Linked DNA regions of Mus musculus: region 2 is linked to region 1. A link is a contact called in public HiCAR-type data. All regions are on one chromosome and are shown on one strand. The core of a region is the stretch at or near the end of the contact, and the rest is flanking DNA. Distances in the headings are between cores, read along the strand shown. Region 1 holds the start of Lifr (LIF receptor alpha). Region 2 holds the start of Cplane1 (ciliogenesis and planar polarity effector 1).

Region 1 (2,830 bases), core at 173-2,672:
TGACCTGAAAACAAATGAAAATACTTTTGTTAGCTCCTAAAAGCTCTGTGAGCCATAGGTGCTGTGTCTAATAGAAAAGACAGAATACTGCAATATGAATACCAAGTCTCTCAAGTTGTGGGAAAGAATGGGGATAAAGGAAAAGCAATATGGTCCAACTTAAATGGGGGCGGGTTCAGCACAGTCCAGAAACAGTCATGGACAGCAGGAGGCACTTCATGTTCAAAATATGCACTTTAGTGGAGTTGGTCACTAGGATACTCTTAGTGACTTTATTTTGAAAGATGTTATTAAGAATTTATTTTTTCATGCAGTATATTTTCAGGTGTCTTGTTGCCCATTTTGGAGTTACATTATTAACGGGGGATATTTATTTTAGAAAATAAGCTTCATCCTGCCGATTTGCAAATTGCTGTAGATTCTAAAGTCTAGAATTTCAGTCAAAGGTCCCTCACAAACTCCTTGGCCCTGGCGCACCAGATAAATCACATCTGAAAACAAACAAGCGGCTCCCTATGGAAGGTGTGTCTGCACAGCCATGTGACTGCGTGCCAGTGGCTCCGTCTGGCACATTTCTGAACTTTGCAAAATTAATTGTGCTAAAGAGAACACCATCAAACGCGTCCGGCACAGAGCGTAAACATCTTCAAACCACGACTCTGCGCCATAAAACACTCCTACCAATTTCATTTGGTGCATTACTCTGGAAGGAACACCGAGGCCAAGTGAAACTGCGGAAATGGGAACAATGCACGGAGGAAAAATCTCACCCCATTAAGGGATCCGTTTCTTCTCTGCACAAATAAGCCCAACACGCCTCAGAGGCACGACTAGATGGCTCCAGGATGTTCTCAGTTGCCCCCGCAGGCCCTCAGGAGCTGAGAGGTCCCCTCACCAAGAAAGTAGGGGAACTGAGTGGCAGCGCCCCGGCTTGGGGGCAGTTTAGGTAATGCACAAAATCAGAAAGAAAGAAAGGAAAAAAAAAAAAACCCGCAGTAATTGGCGTCCGTGTGCCTTTTCGGGGCGACACGAGTTTCCTCCTCCGCGCACGGCTTGCAAAGTGCAATGACAGCGGTTTGGGAGCCGCGCTGCTTCCCGCAGGGCCGCCTGGGCTCCGCTGGCCTTTCCGGAGGCTTTGCACCCGCAGGGCCGCTGCGCTCTCGCCCGCCGCTCGGTGACCTTGCAAGGCTGGCCGCGCGACCGGAGTCTCGGCAGAGGCACCTCCCTGGGCGCCGGGCCCGCGCGCGACCCAGAGGCTCCGACTCACGCGCGGCCTCGCGGGCCCGCGGGCCCGCGTCCCCGTGCGCGCGGCAGGGACGGCGGAGAAGGCTGCGGGGGCGCGCGGGGCGGGGCCTGGGCGGGGCCTGGGTGCTGCGCCCCCCGCCGAGCTCCTCGCAGGCGCCGCCTCCGGGCGCGCAGTCTGCGCCGGAGCGTCTCGGCAGTGGCCGCGGCCGTTATCGTCGCCTGGCGCTGCGGTGGCTCGCGGGGTTGGGAGAAGGCAGCGGCGGCCGGTCGTCGGTGGCCGCTAGAGCCGGCCTGCAAGGGGACAGGGGCGCCAGGACGGCGGCTGCTACCACCGGACTGCTCCTTCAGGACTGCAGTCCTGTGCTGCAGGGTCCGGGCTGCCCCGGGGCGGCGGCCGACTGGGATGGCAAGATAGCGGCGCGGGAGCGGCTGGTGAGTGCGGGGGCGCGGCGCGGCAGCCCGGAGCGCGTGCGGGGGGCGCGTCCCCGGCTCTGGGGCAACGCCACTCGGGCTCACGCCGTCCGTGCCAGCCGAGGGGTCAACCCTGCAGCCCGCGCCCACGCGGGCTACACCGCGGGAAACTTGTGCGGCGCGAAGGGCACTGAGTTCCAAGGCCAGAGGTTACCAGGGGGATGGGCAGGACCTTTAATTCCCCATTCGGAGCTGCGACCTGCCAGATGGTTTCCTGCCCCTAAACCTCAGCGCTTCAGAAAAGTAGTTCCTCGTCCTTTCTGTTTTGATGGTGCATTTGACTGACCTGTCTGTAGTTCTAGGTGCTTGTGTCCGAAGGCGCTAAACTTATTAAACTCCCAAGTTAAAGTGTAGGCAAGCAAAGTTAGGCTTCCTAATGGATGGCTTTCCGGATGTGTTGTCTAAAGCACAAAGCTGAGATCGTGGACCCAGACGCACAGAAAACTGCACAGCAAGTGTTGTGAACTTACACAGGAGCTTGAGTTATGTGATTCTAGCCCCCACTTCAGCTGCCAAGACACACGAATCTTTCGTTTACACTAGGGTTATCTTTGGGTCCCTTTCTGTAGCTGTGTTTAATGCAGTCAGATACTGAAAGGACACGTGCGCTGTTACTGACTGACAGTTACATGCATTCTTTGCGTTTACTTTGTTTCTTTAAAGTGGGTTTTTCAGCAGAACTTTCAGTTTAAACTTTGCCATCCAATGCCTTCCCTTGCATATTTAACCCAGCAAATAATATTTGCTTAGAGTTGACCTGACTTTACGTTAGTCAGGAGTTCAAAAGCGGTGCCCACGTTATATTTAAAGCACCGCCCCCAGTGAAAAACTAAAGCATTTGTTTATTGCAACTGATGCCGTCCCCTCCCCTTGCAGGATTATCTTGACACAGATCTGAAGTCATACTCCACTAGGAGCAGAGGCTCCTCGGGTGAGACTGGCAGAGGGAAGCAAATCTCAGCATAGCCTGTGCTTTTAAAAAACACTGGACTGTGCTCTTTTCTTTCTCTCCCTGACTTTCCTTCTTCCAACCAGGTGGAAACTGTGTTCATTTGGAGGCATCCATGAGGAACCTTAAGCTCAGTTTCAATAGGAGGCGTATTGTCAAGGAGGC
Region 2 (2,830 bases), core at 101-2,600, 1.0 Mb after region 1:
ACAGGTTCTGACTGGAGCTGTCTGAAAGGCTGGATGAACCTAATCCGTCTGGAACCTGGGGCTATTCCTGAAGCTGCTCTAGAAGCAAGTCTCTGGAGACAGCATCAGAAGGGAGGGGGCTGGAGCAGCAGCTCATTTCAGCGTCCATGCGGATGAACCTTGTCAGAGCTGCACATTCAGCAATACGTGAATCTTACAACCAACAGTTTAGTACTGTAAGATACCTGTGTGGATTGTGCAAAGTGCACAGATGAGTTAAGGTTGAACTTTTGCTCCTTGTTTGAGCAGGTAAAAGACGAGTATTCTTTTTATGAGTTAATTTGATCGATAACCAATTGTGATAAATCCTTCATGACATGTGAAGAATTCCATGACCAACACGATTTATTGTCTAATTTTAGCTGAAGTTTTGGCTAGAGACTTTTTTTTTTTTTTTTTGGTTTTTTGAGACAGGGTTTCTCTGTGTAGCCCTGGCTGTCCTGGAACTCACTCTGTAGACCAGGCTGGCCTCGAACTCAGAAATCCGCCTGCCTCTGCCTCCCAAGTGCTGGGATTAAAGGCGTGCCACCACTGCCCGGCAAGTTTTTGTTGTTGTTGTTGTTGGTTTTTGTTTGTTTGTTTGTTTATTTATCTATTATATGTGTGTGCACTGTTGTCTTCAGACACTCCAGAAGAGAGCATCAGATTTTTGTTATGGATGGTTGTGAGCTACCATGTGGTTGCAGGGATTTGAACTCAGGACCTTTGGAAGAGCAGTCGGTGCTCTTAACCGCTGAGCCATCTCACCAGCCCGTTGTTGTTGTTTTTTAACTTGTTATTTTATGAGTGTTTTGCCTACGTGTATGTATGTGCACCACCTTTGTAGCTGGTGCCCACAGAAGCCACAAAAGAGTGTCAGATGCCCTGGAACTGGAGTTACTCAGGGTTATGTCGTAGGTGCTGGGACTCTGAAATCGGGTCCTCCACAAAGGCAACAACTGCTCTTAACAGCGCAGATCTAAATGTTGGTTCTTAAGGCATTCTCATGCCAAGCTCCACGGAGAGCTCGGAAACTCAAAAGTCTTGCACGAGGGGAAGCCAGGGATGGATGGAGAGAGAAAGGACTACCGAGCTGAGGAGAGAGCAGGAGGGCAGGACAGACTCGGTGGAGGTAACCCACTCTGGCAGGCTTGCAGCGCTCTCCCAGAACCCCGGCGCAAAGCTGGCTACGCCGAGGAGGCGGGGCGGGCGGGGATCCGTCAGGTGCCCGCCCACGGAGCGGCATGGAGCATGCGCAGTGGGGCGGCCCCGCCCACGCGTCGCCTGGACACGGCTCTGGGGTGGCGGGCGCGGCCTCCTCCAGGGCTCAGCGGCTTCGCAGCCTCTGCGGTCCTCGGTGGGAGGTGGCGGCCTTGGGACCTTCCCCAGGGGCTCGGTCCCCGTGCCCCCCGCCTCCCAGGGTCTCCGGGCTAGCTGTGGGGACTTCCGTTTTCCTCGCGGCCGCCCGCCGTCCCGCCCAGGTCCTTCTTTGGGTCGCAGGCGTCCCCTCCCCGCCGTGGCCCCTCACACCTCCACAGGGGACCTCCGGGCAGGACTCTGCGGCCACAGCCACGAGGAAACCTCTGAGGAGACCCCAGCGGACGGCAGAGCAGTGAGGGATGGACGCGGGTTCCTAGCATCCTCCGTAGCACAAACCCCGCCCGGGACGTCAGCGATTTTCTTGAAATTGTATGCTCCGATTTGTTTGAAATAAAGGTACCTTTCCCCGGTTCCCGTAGACTGGGCAGATTACTCCTGTCATACATATATTTTTGCGCCATGGAGCGGATTTTTTTTAAAAATCAGTTCTTCCATCTGCAGTGTCTGTTGTGTAGTGCTTGGTCTATCCAGTAGCATCAGTGTTTTGAGAGGCTTTGCAGTATGCGTCAGAAAATGGTGTTTGCTGCATCCCAGGAGAGAGGTGATTGTTAGAATTCTAAGTGACGGGAGGTTGTACGTGATTCTGTAGCGCACCGTACTGAAATCTTGAAGTGGGTTTGCTGTCTTTCTATCTTTTATGCTTTACTTGAAAAAAAAAATATGTCTATCTTTTCCCAAACAAATCCTTTGCATAAATCTTTAAGTGTCTTTCACATCTAGAAGGACTCATTAGACAAAAAACATAATACAATTAATCCCTCAAAACCAAAACTAACAAGTTGCTGTCACCAGTAGAATCTAACGATGATTAACTCAGTCGTGCTGGGTTTTCTCCTGTTGCCTTTTATCAATTTTGCATTTAAAGTTGCATAATGTAATTAAATATGTATTTTAGATTAACCAGTTCCTTATGTTTTGCTGTACCTTATTTTTCTCTTTACATGTGCATATGTATAGTATTTAGGAATTATTAAACTACCTAGAAATAGCTTTTGATTTGAAGATGATTGCGTATATTAAATAGTCTTATATTCACTTGTCATACTCAGAATAATGCATATTTCTGGTAATGCTATTTTACATGAGTAGTCATCAAATTTAGGAAACTTGGCATTGAATAATATAGCATTTTTGTTTTGTTTTTTGATGCAGAATAAAATGCTTCATTTGGCCGCCTTGTGTGGTTAAATCATCCTTCATTTGGAACACCTGAGCTTCTGATTCTTCGCTGACACTGGTTGGTTAGTTTCATGTCCATTTATCACAAACCAGAATCATTTGGGAAGAACCTGAGTTGAAAAAAATGTCCCCCCCCCACCTCACGTGCCAAAACAGTGGTATGGCAGCTCTTTTCATTTTGAGGCAGGGTCGGGCTGGCCATAAATTCAGGTCTGGGCAGAGAAGCCTTGAATTTGGTCTTCCTGCCTCAGCC

What was found. HiCAR-type assays count read pairs that join an accessible place to other places.
Region 2: a contact with region 1 is called in a HiCAR-type map of astrocytes, with 2.8 times the contacts expected there. The contact joins the promoter of Cplane1 here to the promoter of Lifr in region 1. A contact is called at or near these places in 1 of 484 Hi-C or Micro-C datasets (uterus), 1 of 115 datasets of contacts at active chromatin or transcription factors (astrocytes) and 1 of 9 other capture datasets (pancreatic islet).

Annotation. Positions count from the first base shown.
Region 1 is chr15:7,128,150-7,130,979 of GRCm38.p6, forward strand. Lifr (LIF receptor alpha) reads left to right here and starts at 1,423. Exons shown (of 20, transcript NM_001358593.1): 1 at 1,423-1,677.
Region 2 is chr15:8,167,756-8,170,585 of GRCm38.p6, forward strand. Cplane1 (ciliogenesis and planar polarity effector 1) reads left to right here and starts at 1,351. Exons shown (of 53, transcript NM_001162906.1): 1 at 1,351-1,734; 2 at 2,551-2,639.